Regions from separate parts of the Sus scrofa genome. Here all the other regions are linked to region 1. The links are chromatin contacts, called in public HiChIP or PLAC-seq and promoter capture Hi-C maps. All regions are on one chromosome and are shown on one strand. Each heading gives the region's core, a stretch centred on a gene start, on an enhancer-like site or on the middle of the called end of the contact. The rest is flanking DNA. Distances are from core to core; before and after follow the strand shown. Region 1 holds the start of SIK3 (serine/threonine-protein kinase SIK3). Region 2 holds the start of APOA1 (apolipoprotein A1). Region 3 overlaps SIK3 (serine/threonine-protein kinase SIK3). Region 4 overlaps SIK3 (serine/threonine-protein kinase SIK3). Region 5 overlaps SIK3 (serine/threonine-protein kinase SIK3).

Evidence for each region. Promoter capture Hi-C pulls out the DNA fragments that hold promoters and counts their contacts. HiChIP or PLAC-seq counts read pairs in DNA pulled down with a chosen protein or histone mark.
Region 2: a contact with region 1 is called in a promoter capture Hi-C map of fetal liver, with 4 times the contacts expected there. The contact joins the promoter of APOA1 here to the promoter of SIK3 in region 1. A contact is called at or near these places in 3 of 5 promoter capture datasets (fetal liver, fetal skeletal muscle and liver), 2 of 47 Hi-C or Micro-C datasets (heart right ventricle and liver) and 2 of 2 datasets of contacts at active chromatin or transcription factors (alveolar macrophages and skeletal muscle).
Region 3: an H3K27ac HiChIP or PLAC-seq map of skeletal muscle shows a contact between it and region 1. The contact joins the enhancer-like site here to the promoter of SIK3 in region 1. A contact is called at or near these places in 5 of 5 promoter capture datasets (fetal liver, fetal skeletal muscle, liver and 1 more), 27 of 47 Hi-C or Micro-C datasets (adipose tissue, alveolar macrophages, blood and 15 more) and 2 of 2 datasets of contacts at active chromatin or transcription factors (alveolar macrophages and skeletal muscle).
Region 4: an H3K27ac HiChIP or PLAC-seq map of alveolar macrophages shows a contact between it and region 1. The contact joins the enhancer-like site here to the promoter of SIK3 in region 1. A contact is called at or near these places in 1 of 5 promoter capture datasets (fetal skeletal muscle), 6 of 47 Hi-C or Micro-C datasets (embryonic fibroblasts, fibroblasts, skeletal muscle and 1 more) and 2 of 2 datasets of contacts at active chromatin or transcription factors (alveolar macrophages and skeletal muscle).
Region 5: a contact with region 1 is called in an H3K27ac HiChIP or PLAC-seq map of alveolar macrophages. The contact joins the enhancer-like site here to the promoter of SIK3 in region 1. A contact is called at or near these places in 3 of 5 promoter capture datasets (fetal liver, liver and skeletal muscle), 6 of 47 Hi-C or Micro-C datasets (embryonic fibroblasts, fibroblasts, skeletal muscle and 1 more) and 2 of 2 datasets of contacts at active chromatin or transcription factors (alveolar macrophages and skeletal muscle).

Annotation. Positions count from the first base shown.
Region 1 is chr9:44,470,390-44,473,026 of Sscrofa11.1, reverse strand. It overlaps SIK3 (serine/threonine-protein kinase SIK3), which reads left to right and starts at 1,338. Exons shown (of 25, transcript XM_021062877.1): 1 at 1,338-1,610. The coding sequence starts at 1,338.
Region 2 is chr9:44,217,042-44,219,678 of Sscrofa11.1, reverse strand. It overlaps APOA1 (apolipoprotein A1), which reads left to right and starts at 1,319. Exons shown (of 4, transcript NM_214398.1): 1 at 1,319-1,339; 2 at 1,509-1,571; 3 at 1,753-1,906; 4 at 2,546-2,637. The coding sequence starts at 1,529.
Region 3 is chr9:44,259,228-44,261,864 of Sscrofa11.1, reverse strand. The region is part of intron 7 of SIK3 (serine/threonine-protein kinase SIK3); the gene reads left to right. Among named protein-coding and RNA genes, the nearest start is that of APOA1, 42 kb to the right of the region's middle. Within about 2 kb of position 1,349, at least 7 of the 83 cell types and tissues checked have an H3K27ac peak or open chromatin away from gene starts, as enhancers often do. A contact at or near this core is called in fetal skeletal muscle and skeletal muscle, where this site is marked.
Region 4 is chr9:44,279,512-44,282,148 of Sscrofa11.1, reverse strand. The region is part of intron 5 of SIK3 (serine/threonine-protein kinase SIK3); the gene reads left to right. Among named protein-coding and RNA genes, the nearest start is that of APOA1, 62 kb to the right of the region's middle. Within about 2 kb of position 1,333, at least 11 of the 83 cell types and tissues checked have an H3K27ac peak or open chromatin away from gene starts, as enhancers often do. A contact at or near this core is called in alveolar macrophages, where this site is marked.
Region 5 is chr9:44,303,167-44,305,803 of Sscrofa11.1, reverse strand. All of the region lies in intron 4 of SIK3 (serine/threonine-protein kinase SIK3), which reads left to right. Among named protein-coding and RNA genes, the nearest start is that of APOA1, 86 kb to the right of the region's middle. Within about 2 kb of position 1,298, at least 8 of the 83 cell types and tissues checked have an H3K27ac peak or open chromatin away from gene starts, as enhancers often do. A contact at or near this core is called in alveolar macrophages and embryonic fibroblasts, where this site is marked.

The DNA of each region.
Region 1 (2,637 bases), core at 89-2,588:
TCCTGGGTGTCAGCTTTTAATAGCGTACAGGCAGTGACCTGACAACACACTTTTGCCTTTGAGAGAGACGCAGATGTGGAGGGATCAGGACTGGACTGAAGGAATACATTTTAACATTGGTGTTCATGGTCTCCCCACCCCCCAACCGTCAACCTGCCAAGACCACCTTGTTTTTGAAAGCTCAGTCTCCTACCCCTCCCGGGCCCCAACTGAAGCTGTTAAAGCCAATCTAGTTAATAAAGGGAGCCAGGAAGTGAGGGTATGGGGAACTTGGGAGCTAGTGAAAGCTCTGGAGGGAAACGGATAGAAGATAAAAGATGAGGGAAGAAAAACATATATGAGATTTACTGTTGGAATTATACATTTGATCACCTTTAACGTCCTTGGAGAGTCGCTAGTAAGGGTGAAATTTTAATTTTATTATTTACTTATTTATTTCGCCCAACAGACCGGATTGTCTTTAACCATGACGTGACTCACTGGACAATGCCACCACTGCTTCATCAGGGTTATACAAGTGACAGAAATAGGGCGCAGGCACTTTGACAGTCATCTAGCTATAGAATTGTTCAGAGACAGGGTGGGAGGAAGGAAAATGACCTCCCTGCTTGGGTCCTCACCCACCCAACGACTGGAATGCGTGTTTGGGCTGGTTTCTCCGCCCTTGAACACACAAATCCTAGTTTCCCAATTCCTCTCTATTCGGTGACAATTAGATTGGTTGTACTGGGTGAGCTGGGTTTTGTAAGAGGTAGGAATTTTACTGAAGAATTCCCCTGTCTCTACCGACTTGGGTACAGTTGCTTCAATACTGTAGCTATTCCTGCCTTTGGGGCCTCAAGGGCTAAAATGGGACAGTGCTAATATTTTTGGTGATGAGGAAATATTTTGTTTTAAGGAGGCTGAGTGATTGCTGAACTGGGACAGAGGTCATAGTCGGGGTCACATTAGCGGTTCCAGGGGGATCGAGGGCAGGCTTTGGGTCGGGCAAAAGCACCCCCTCAACTCGGGCAATGCTGCGGCGGCTTGGAACCCGCTGGCACACTTGCGGTGCCCACTGTCTCCTCCCGGGAGGGGGGCACCCGGGAGCCGGCGCCGGAGGAACCCGGCCCACGCGGGAAGGTCGAGCTCGCCGGTGAGGTCACGGTTGCCATGGCTCTGGGCAGTGACGCGCGTCGGCACGTGACCAACGGTTGCCATGGCGCCGGGCCCAGGCGGCGCGGGCGCTCCGCCTCCCGGAGTGACGTCCGCCGCTCCCCCTCCTTTTCCCGCCCCCCTGCTCCCTCCACCCCCCTCGCCGGCTACCCGCGGCCCCGGAGGTTTCACTGCACAACAAGATGGCGGCGGCGGCGGCGAGCGGAGCTGGCGGGGCTGCCGGGGCCGGAGCTGGGGGAGCCGGGCCAGCAGGTCGCCTGCTGCCTCCGCCCGCCCCGGGGCCCCCGGCCGCCCCCGCTGCAGTGCCCCCGGCGGCTGGCCCGCCGCGTCCTCCAGCCCCGGCCTCCCGCGGGCCGGTGCCTGCCCGCATCGGCTACTACGAGATCGACCGCACCATCGGCAAGGGCAACTTCGCTGTGGTCAAGAGGGCCACGCACCTCGTCACCAAGGCCAAGGTAGTGGCGCTGGGGGGACCGGGCGGCGGGGAAGCTGCGCGGCCCGGGACCGTCCAAGTGTGGCGGGGGCAGGAGAGCCCCGCGACACGGAGGCTGAGGGGTCGGCGCGGCGAGCGGGGCTCTGGAAATTGGAGAGCGTTGGGGACCGGGAAAACGGGTAGGGGGCTGCCGGGCGGGAGTGAGGAGAGGGCGAGCAGAAGGTGGGGGACACCGGGGTACCCAGGAGAGGGTAACTGCACGGCAAGGGGACGCAGGGAGCCAGTGATCACGGGGACCTGGGGAACTAGGGAGCCGGGGTTGGGGAGGGGGCTCCGAGAGCTGTACGGAGGATAGTAGAAGGGATGATTGGAAGGAAGAGGTTTGGAACTCTCCCGGAGCCTGGAGACAGTAAGCTAAGAAGACTCTGGAACCAGCAATTAGGAAATCCTAAGGGAATGAAGGCAGGGGAATAGGAAATGTGGACCAAGAGATGGGGGAAAACAAGGGTAAAACTGGCAGACGTGGGATGACGAGGGGGACCCACGATGGCTGGGACATATACTGGGGGTATGTGGTGGGCGCAGGGGGGGGGCGCTGGGAGATATGAGGGACCTGGTACCTTATGACAGAGGCAACAGTCAGCATTTGGTCGTCCAAGACTGATAGGTGGTGGGAATGAGGGTCTGAGGACAGATAAGATTATTGGAGGAGGAGATGAAAAAAACTGGGAAATAAGGAGGAAAAAATTACTTTGCTTTTCCACAGGAAGGGGATCAGGGAACAGAGGCGGTGGTGGCGGTGTGTCCTAGGTTTATGGTGGCACTAGGTATTTAGGGGTTAAACAATTTGGGAACGCTGGATTGCTGGTTATATTTAGTTGTTGGAGGGTCCCGGATTGTGAGCTTTATAGAACCCAGGGAGGGCTCTGAGTGATGAGGGGAAAGGCTGGTGACTGAGGAGGTGTATGAGGAACCCACTCATTGGGCCCTTTGGTTCCCAAGGGATTTGTGGGGCTGTAGTGGTGAAGTTGGCCAAGGTCAATTAGGAA
Region 2 (2,637 bases), core at 70-2,569, 250 kb after region 1:
AGACCAGGGACACTGGGCAGATCCTCCACTCTTCAGGGTCCTCGTCTGAGGATGGCGGGCAGGGGAGAGCCCAGGGGCAGATCTCAGAGTTCTCTCCTTGCACATTCCCAGCTTCTATGCCCCAGGCCCTTTTGGGGACCTGGCATCCGGGATTTCAGGCCTTCCAAGGAGAAACTTTACAAAATGGCTCTGCAAACAAACACCCACAAACACACAGCACTGCTTTACAGGATTTCCCTGGGTCCATCCTCCAGCAGCACTCGTTTTTGTCTTCATTTTACTGACAAGAAACCAAGGCTCAGATGACATAACTGGCTCCCGAACCTCCTTCAGGATTTTGCAAGTTGAAGACAAAAATGAAATGAGAAACCAGGCCCTTGCCACCAGCAGTCCAGAGGCCTTTCCCTAAGGCTGGTGTCCATTCTCATTGGTGTGGGATCCAATATCGAGATGAACAAGGCAAGATCTATGCATGCCATTTAAGGGACTGTCCTTTATTCTGAGATTATACCCTGTTTTAGTGTTTAAAAAAATCTTTTTTAAATTTTAATTGTTTTGGAGGAAAAAAAAAAAAAAAGCCTGTTCTTTTTTTGAAGTGCTGGTCACAATAGACGGTAGGGTTTGGATCCGGTCAGGGGCGATGGTGGGTAAGATTTTTAACATGACAAAACGAAACGTCGGCAGCTGTGTGTTGGGCTCTAGAATTTGTCTGGAAACGTTCGAGGACTCAGACGTCTCAAAGCCTGGGAGCTACTGAGCGCTCTCCCCTGCGCTCAGGGATCCAGGAAGGAGGTCGAGGGCCTGGGAGGAGGTGGGGACGGGAGCTGGGACAGCACTGGTGAGAGGACCGACTGCCGCTGTGTGAGATGGGGGCAGGGTGGGGGTGAGATAATCTCCCTGGAATGCGAGGGGACCGCAGGGGAGGACATGGCCTGAGCCGAGGAGTCCCGGCCATCCCTGGCAGCTCGTGCGTTTTTCTTCCTTCCTGCCTCTCGCCTGCTGCGCTGGCACAATGGACAATGGCGGGAACACAGCCACCACCGAGAAGGGGCCAGCTGACCCCGACTCTGGGGACCTGCAAGCCCGCACCCACCCCCTCCCACCCCCGCCTGAACCCTTGATCCCTGGCCCTGCAGCCCCCACAGCTTCCTGTTTGCCCGATGTATTTGCCCGGCCCCAGGGACAAAGCTGATCCTTGAACTCTAAGTTCCACATCTCCAGGACCAGTGAGCGGCGGCAAGGCCTGGGCTGGGCTTATCAGCCTCCCAGCCCAGCCCCTGCTTGGCAGCATAAATAGGCTGGAGGAGACCGGGCGGTCAGAGACCGCTGGCGCATCGAGGTGAGTGCTGCTACTTGCTCAGGTTACCCTGGCTTCCCCCAGCTCTAGGCACTGGAAGCTCAGGCCCTGGGATCCCAGCTCCAGCCTCTGCCCTGGGGCACTGGACCCCTGGCCCTCTCCCTCTCTGTGCCCCGCCTCCTGCACTCAGCCGGCCCCTCTTCTCCTCCAGGTCACCCACGTCCCTTCAGGATGAAAGCCGTGGTGCTGACCTTGGCTGTGCTCTTCCTCACAGGTAGGTGCCCCCAACCTAGGGAGCCAACCTTCGGGGGTGTCTTCTGCCTGAACCCCTGCAGTCCACCCTCCTGAGCATGGGGAGCAGAATTTCTCCCTCCTGCCCTTCTCCGCTGCCTGGCATTTCAGCTCAGATCCTGACCCGGAGCTGGCCTGATCTGGGTCTTCCCTCCCACCCCCAGGGAGCCAGGCTCGGCATTTCTGGCAGCAAGATGACCCGCAGTCACCCTGGGATCGGGTGAAGGATTTTGCCACCGTGTATGTGGATGCGATCAAAGACAGTGGCAGAGATTATGTGGCCCAGTTTGAAGCCTCCGCTTTGGGAAAACACCTCAAGTAAGGACCCTGGGGCCTAGGGCAGAGGTAGGGGGTACCGGTGCTGGGGATGGGGTGGAGAGGCCTGTGGGAAGAAGCAGCCAGATTGGCCGAATCCCCACCTGCTATTTGATGGGCCCCATAGAAGACCTGGATGGAAGAGAGGAGTGGGCTCCCCATGCAGGGTCACCTCCGCTTAGCAGGGCTGCCCAGTCAGTATCTACAGCACCTCACTCTGCCTGCAGGTGCAATGGGTCCATTCGTCCTAACTTCCCTCCTCTGCTCCTGCCAGTAGCAGGGACAGCTGTCTTCAGAGAGGAGAATGGGCTGGAAGGGTAGAGACCAGGTCCTTAAAAGGACTGGCTTCAGGGACAGACAGGACTGGGCACCAAACGCAGCTCCTCGGTCTATCTGGTCGATGGGGTGCAGTGTGGTGGCGGGGTGTGTGTGTGTGTGTGTGTGTGTGTGTGTGCGCTCGCGCGCGTGCACAATGATGGAGAGAAGCTAGGCTGAGGGTCTGGCCCCAGCAACCACACTTTCAGGGGCACATGTGCCCGGTCCCACCCCAGCCAAGCTGGGGTGCTGGGTTGCAGCTCCAGAGGTGTCCACGGTGCCACCCGGGAGGCCTGCCCTGAGCCCTCCTCTCTCTCTTCCCTTTAGCCTGAAACTCCTGGACAACTGGGACAGCCTGGGCAGCACGTTCACCAAAGTGCGTGAGCAGCTGGGCCCAGTGACCCAGGAGTTCTGGGACA
Region 3 (2,637 bases), core at 100-2,599, 210 kb after region 1:
AGGAAATTCTTTCTTAAGTTATTCTGTTTCTTCTATTTTGGAAACCAGAAACAGAACTTCGGTTAACTATGTTGGGTGAGTTTGAAGTTGGATATTAACTCCCTTTCCTCATCCTTTATTTCTTCCCCTTTAGGCTGAATACTTTCAGCCTCTTAGAGAAAGCTGTTTATTATCAAGGTCAAAAAAGAAAAAGATGTTAAAGATGTAGCCTCAGATGGAATTACAACTTGAGATGGCGGTCTAAACTTAATTCCCATTTTAGGACCCTGCCCATACAGCAGCCCTCTCTCCAGAAGTCATCCAAATGCCTGTCAGCACCACAAGGCAGGGCCTGAGCTGCGCATCCTCCAGTCACTGATCTGATGGCATCAAGTTTCATGGGCCCACAGTGATTTTCTCTGCAGAGGCTGCCTGGCGCCTGCACAGAGCAGATGAGAGCAGCTCTGAAGGGAGCCCCCCCCCCCCCAACTCCCCTCCCCTCTGCACACACACAGCCTGGGTTCCTGCGCTGCCCAGAAGCTCCAGTTCTGTTCAGAGTCAAAGGCTCTGTCTTTGAGAGGGAGCAACTGATGGGGCCATTTTTGACATTGGAGTTCATTTTGGCATCTGGGAAAGTTGATGTTTTGTACTGTTTGATCCAAGACTTCATTTTCTTTCCACTTATTTATACTGACCATCCAGTGGTTGATTGTGTTATTAGGTTTGAGAGCATTTATTCCCTTTGTTTTCTCCCTCTTTCCATATTTTACATAGAATGGTATGTTCCAGTCTAGTTTGAATATAATTTCCAGAGCTATATATGACACTTAGGAAACAGAAGTTGATAATAATACCCCAGCTTTCCGCATTTTGTCATATTTTACCATCTGTGCAACATATGAGGGTGTTAGATTTCTGTTCCTCCGTGAGCTGGATGTTATGTAGGGCACACAGATGAGAGCTCCTGTCTGTTAGGTGTTGCCACTGCAACCAAGAGTTCTCAGCGTGGGACCTGTGGACATCTGGGGCATCTCTGACAGGCTCTGGGGCTCCTTGAACAGACTAAAGTTATATGCAAATTTTTGTGTATAAGTTCTTGTTCACATTTTTCTGGAGATTTTTCAAGGCATCTGAAACCAAATAATGGTTAAGGGTGACTGAATAGAGCTTTCAAGATCCTAAAATTGAATCAAGTACATCTTCTAATCACAACTTATTATGGTGGTGTTATTTGTCGTTATTTTTACAAAAATACCTTGAAAATTTTATTTTAAAGCAAGGCTGTAACTGAATACCATTCTTTCTTGGTCATCTGATTCAGGACTGATGTGGCTACAGTTAGGCACAAAATGCTATATGGAAACCAAAAGAAAACAGTAGAGTGCCATCTAGAGGTCCTAACAATACCACAGCTTTGGAATCAGTCTCCGGCCTTCTCCCTATACGGGAGCCTTTAGTTTTTTTTAATTTTTTTTTTAATTTTTAAATAATGATTTTTATTTTTTCCATTATAGCTAGGAGCCTTTAGTTTTAGTAACTTTCTAAATCAAGGACATTTTTTTCCTCACAGGTAATTGCAGACCATAAAGGTGTATGGCAATGATATTTGTTATCCACACAAATGCTACAGTTGTGGGTTCTAGCCTTGCTACTCTGGAGACATAATTTGAATGAAAGCTTAATGTTGTAGATGGCATTTATTTTATAGGAATGTAGAAACTACAGGCTTCGGAGTCGATACCGCATTTGAATATGCTTTTTTTTTTTTTGGCTTTTTAGGGCTGCATGTGGTGGAGGGTCCCAGGCTAGGGGTTGAATTGAAGCTACAGCTGCCGGCCTACCCCATAGCCACAGCAACTTGGCATCTGAGCCACGTCTGTGACCTACACTGCAGCCATGGCAACGCAGGATCCTTCACCCACTGAGCAAGGCCAGGGACCGAACCTGGGTCCTTATGGATGCTAGTCAGATTTGTTTCCACTGAGCCTCAGGAACTCCCTGAATATGTTTTTTTTTTTGTTTTTTTTTTTTGTTTTTTTTGTTTTTTTTGTTTTTTTTTTGGCCATGCCTGCAGCATGCACAAGTTCCCAGGCCAGGGATGGAACCTGAGCCACAGCAGTGACAATGCCAAATCTTTAACCACTAGGTCACCAGTGAACTCTTGGATACACTTTTAGTCACAAAGCAATAACAAATGAATGCCTGCTATAAAATATTTTGGTAGAGGAACTTTGATGTATGGAACTTTGATGTATTTTCTTTTAAAATCAGAGTAAATTAAAAATTGAGTAATTTTTCTTCATTTCTCTTAGTATGCCTTTCAAGATGATGATATAGAATGGTGTGTACCAAATGGTGCTGAAATCGTGGGGTCGCAAAGTTGAGTTTACTCTGGAAAAATAGATCCAACAATTCATATCCACATGAAGCCAAATAAGGGGAAGTCATATCCGGGCTCTGCTGCTCCTTGGTGTTGGTTCCTTAGCCAACTCGTTCCTTCTTTTCTAGACTGGGCTGATAACAGGATCTAGTATAGGGTTGTCATGAAGATTAAATTAAATAAAGTCAGTAAGCGCAGGGCCTTGTGTGTAAAGTCTTTTAACGCATTAAAGTCTCTTTAATTTATTATTGTTATTGTTATTATCACTGACCAGTTTT
Region 4 (2,637 bases), core at 84-2,583, 190 kb after region 1:
GCTCCAATTCAGCTCCTAGTCTGGGAACCTCCATATGCCTCTGGTACGGCCTTAGAAAGACAAAACAAACAAACAAGCAAACAAAAAAACCCCACCAAATCAGAATACCCCAGAATAACTCACTCTTCACTTTGCTATCCAATCATACTAATGTCAGAGTTATTACAAACTCTACCAGCAAGTCTCTTCCTCAATGTGCAGAGGAAGGGCAGTCCTGGAAAAGGACTTGGGGGAGGTCTTTGCTAATCAATGAAAAGATGTTTTCCCAAAGATATATGTTCTGTTAAATCTCATTCATTGACATTTTTGGCAACCTGTCTCCAATCTCTTAAGAAAAACATGTTTTAGTGTGCATGTAGACTTCAGTGTATAAATTTATTGGGTTTCAAAAGCTGTAGGTTCATTGGCAGGGCTTTAATTGCAGTTGCATTCATAGTCCACATTTGCTAAGTACCTACTGTGTTTAAACAATATGCTGGGTAATGTGAGAGTCAGAGATGAAAAAGGTTTTTTTAAAGAGCTGGACCAAGAGGAGGTAGATCTCTACCCGGAGAGACAGGATGTTCTTAAGGAGTTAGAAGAGTAGGATGTTTATATACAAAAATAACCAAAATAAAGGAAGAATTCAAATAAGGAAGTGCAGAGAAGGTAGAGGACATTTCTCATAGGAGATCCGGGACGACTTGACAGAAGAGGCATTTATTTTGCATTGATAAATGAGTGTTTGATTTCTCATTGAAGTAGCTGTAATGATTCTAATGGTGGCCCTGACCTTTAACCCCCTCCTGATCATTAAGTGTTTTAAAACCTTAGGAGGGCTGGCTGGGAGGTAGTGGCTCTAGTAGCTGGCCAGCTGCCAGTCAGTATGAAAATGCTTCAGTGGCCAGGAGGTGACAAGAGGTTTGGCCCAGTGATTTTATTGCATTTTTATTGCAGTTTAACTTTGTGACCCTTTCTTGAGTCCCTGCTATGTATGAACACACTGTGTGGAGACTAAGAAATAAAACAATATCCTTCCCATTTACCAACTAGTTTAGGATATAAACACATAATACAACTCAGTATAATATGAGACAGAGTTGTAATTGGGCTGTAGAGGTACAAACAGGGGGCAATGGAAGCATAGAGGAAGAAGCCACTGACATGGTATTTTGTGGTGGAAGTCAGTTAAGGCTTCATACAGGAAGTAATATTTGACGGGGCCTTGAAAATGAGTGATATTTCAAATATGGAAAGGAAAGGAAAGGGCAAAGAGGAAATAGCATAAGAGAGGCACATAAACACAGGATGTGAATCGTCTGGTGATGCTGGAATAGCCAGGGATGGGTTGGAAAGAGGGTGGAGCTGGGTTGTGAAGGACCTTAAATGACAATTATGAGAGAGCTAGACTCTTTTGTAAGTAGAGGGGAGCCACCCAATGTCTTTGAGCAAGGAGGCGGCGCAGTGCTGTTTGTGTCACTGTGCTGTGTGAATGACTTAGAGGGAAATGAAGGAGGAGGAGGTAGCAAGCCAAGAGCAACACTCTGGGTCAGAGATAAAAAGAGTATGAACTGAGATGGTGGGAATGGAAATGGAAAGGAGGAGCTGGGGTCCAGACACACAGGGTAGAAGCAGCAGAAGTTGTATCGCCAGTTTGAAGTGGAAATGAGAGGTAGAGGGGAGCCAGGACTCTAGTGAGCCTAGTGATGGGATAGTGATGCCGTTAATGAGCCTGGGAACATCGCTGAAAGAGCAGATTTGATTTTGGAAAATGGCGAGTTTAAGATGTTTCTTCCCAGGTAGGTATTGGAAGTTCACGTCAGGAACTTAAGAATGGTGCCAGGGCCAGAGGCATAAATTTGGTGAGTGATAACCAAACAAACCAGGGCAAGGAGCAATAGTCAAAATCAGCACAAGCCTCACTAGAAAACACCTTCTGGAGAAGGTAGGAAGAAAAGCAAAGGCCAAAGGAGGCAGAAGTGTCAAAGAGAGTAAAACTAGGAAAGGGAGGGTAGTTTCCGAGAGTAGAGAGGTGGCGTCCTCAGGTGCTGGGAGTGTGGGCACAGATGGGCCCGGGCCCGGAGGGAGTTCCAGCCTGTCATACCTGTGCATAAATATAAATATTTATGTGCATAAAAGTATAAGTCAGTGAGCCCCTGTCCTTTGGCTGCTCTTGCTTGTTTTCTCAGTATGCCTCCCCAAAACACACCCGCTTCCATCTCCCATCTCTTTTCTTTTCAGATAGTGGCATGGGGAGAAGTGAAGGGGGGAAGTTGAAGCACAAAAGGAGTTAAAGATAAAATGTAAACGTTCTTGGTTCAGTTGTAAATAAAGTGCATGTTCCTTATTTTGAATAAACCTCCTTAATAATAAGGCCACTTTGTGTAATATTTAAGGTCAGTATATCTCTAGTCATAAGAAGTCATAAGTCGGTATATCTCTAGTCTCTGAAAATCCTGGGTCCAGTGGAGTAGACTTAATATGTGTTTACTGATCTGCTGTGGTCTTGATATCAGTCATTACTCAATTTTATTTTTGTTACTAAAGGAACAAATACCACTCACCTCACTCAGTCCAGGTTCATGAAGGGAAACAGTGCTGGTTTTGCTGACATAAACCAATTATGTTTACTTTTAGTTAACCATGCATGTATCTTTT
Region 5 (2,637 bases), core at 49-2,548, 170 kb after region 1:
ACCACAGCAGTGACCTGAGCTGCTGCAGCGACAATGCCAGATCCTTAACCTGCTGCACCACAAGGGAACTCCATAAAGTACTCTTGTATGTAGTAAAGAGGCAATGGAATAGAAATAGTTCTAGTTTAAAGCTTTTAGAACTGGAGTTCGTCTTGTGGCTCAGTGGTTAACAAATCTGACTAGGAACCATGAAGTTGCGGGTTCGATCCCTGGCCTTGCTCAGTGGGTTAAGGATCCGGCGTTGCCATGAGCTGTGTTGGAGGTTACAGCCATGTTGCTGTGGCTGTGGCTGTGGCTGGCAGCTACACTTCCGACTAGACCTCTAGCGTGGGAATCTCCATATGCTGTGGGTGAGACCCTAGAAAAGACAGAAAGACAAAAGCAAAAAACAAAAAACCTTTAGAACTAAAGCATGTCTTGTGACTGTGCTTTGCAAAGAATTGTGTTTTCTCACAACTCTGAAGGAAAAAGTAATTTTTGGGTTAGACGGAAACACATATAGTGTGTGTGTTTTGTTTTTATGCCTGCAAGAATACTCAGTAGTAACTCCAAATAGTGGTAGGTCCACAGATCTACACATGTGATAAAAAGAAGAGTACACACACACACACACACACACACACACACACACACACACAACCTGTGTCAAACTCTGGGTTTTGATATTCTGTAATTATGTCAGATTTAACCACTGGGGGGAACTGGATGAATGGTACATGGGGTCTCTCTGTACTATCTTTGCAACTTTCTGTGAATTTGTAATTATTTCAAAATAAAAAGTAAAACGAAAAAGAATAATTACTCTGGCTGTCATCTTGAGAGTAGATCGCAGTGGGCCAAGGGCAGAATCTATGAGGCTGGTAAGGAGTAATAATCTGAGGGTACTGCAATGATCCAGGACGGAGAGAATGGCCATTGGGCTAGGTTGGTGGCACTAGAGTGGGATGGGAAGATGTGTGAGGAATGGTTGAATTCTGGATATATTTTAGCAGCAGAGTTTATAAAATCTGCTGCTGGCTCGGATTTGAGGTGTTGGGGAAAGTGAATGAAAAATGACAGCAAGGTTTTTGGCCTGGACCACAGGAAGGATAAAGGAAAGCAATTGTAATAAGAAGCAGCAACAAATAAAGAAGCCTGGTATGAGGTAGTTGGCAAGAATAACAAAATAAAAAGCCCTCTTCCTCTGGTCACTGGCAGCTTGGGGCCCCTGAAAGTTAGGGGCAGTGTGATGTTAAAGTGAGTGCACTCTTGTTAACCTGTTCCCAGGCAGCTGAGTTATCTTGGCCTCACCCTGGCTTTTTTGGAAAGAAGCATTTGTTTGATAAACAGGAAGTCGTTTCCATGGGTGTAGAAAGAAGAAATGATAGAATTGAGTGGCAAAGCAAAGAACTGCTAGCGGTGGTTAGCTTGGAATTGGCAGAAATGTTTTCAGGTAGCCACCTAAGCTTAGCACACAAGCTGCCTTTTCCCCATTCTAGCCTGGGTTCTCTCTTCATCATGAAAAATGAAAAGTTTCTGCCCTGTTGCTTGACCCGCTGTCAGGGTATGTTCATTTTCAGCTAGTGTTTTGGATCAGTTATGAGTCGTAGACTTAGCAGACAAATGGAGGCACTGTCTGTTTATAGTGGAAAAGTGACTTATTTTAAGAAATGTTGGCTCCCCACCACTACCCCATTAGTGGCATGCCTCTGACACACCAGTGAAGCTGGTCTAGGGAAGTTAAGACTGCCTTATGTGTATTTTTGCTCTTTGAAAGGTTAGCATCTAAATGTACCACAAGATATTTCTTTTTGAGTCAGATTGAGACGAAATTACAAACAGTGAATTCTGAAGCTAACTTTATAAATGTCGATGCTCTGATACGTGTGAAACTTCAGAATTCATGCCCTCCACTCTAATGACATACTCCTTATGAGGTGTATAAATCCCTTAGTGTCAATACTTTTTATTTTGTGAGGAAGAGTGGATAAAAAAAAGATTTAGAAATCCAGTGCCAAGTGATTTATGGCGATTGAAAAGTGAGAAAGAGAACTTAAGAATCCTTACTCTTTTTTTTTTTTTTTTTTTTTTTTTTTTTGCCTTTTAAGGCCGAACCTGAGGCATATGGAGGTTCTCAGGCTAGGGGTTGAATCAGAGCTACAGCTGCGGCCTACACCACAACCACAGCCATAGCAATGCAGGATCCGAGCCATGTCTTCGACCTATACCACAGCTCACGGCAACACCAGATCCCCAACCCAGTGAGCCTGAGCCAGGCCAGGAATAGAACCCCTCATGGTTTCAGGTCGGATTTTTGTGCTGCGCCCTGACAGGAACTCCAAGACTCCAAGACTCCTTACTCTTGATAAGAGCTTGAAAACAGGAGAACCATTTTCACCTTTTAATTGAGAGTCACCTCATCCTAGACTGGGTTGAAATGATTAAAGTCGTGATAGGGGAAAACCAGATTTGCCCCAGAGGTAGAGTGACAGCTAAATAGCTAAGTAGTTAATTGGTGGTGAGAGGAGATTGACTGTGATGGGTTGAAGATTGTCTAGACAGTCTAGGGGTGGGGTCGGGGCAGGAATCTCGGAAGCCAGGGTGGTGGCTATAGATTGGGATCTTTGGGTTTGGAGATGTGGAGGGCACCTCGCCCAG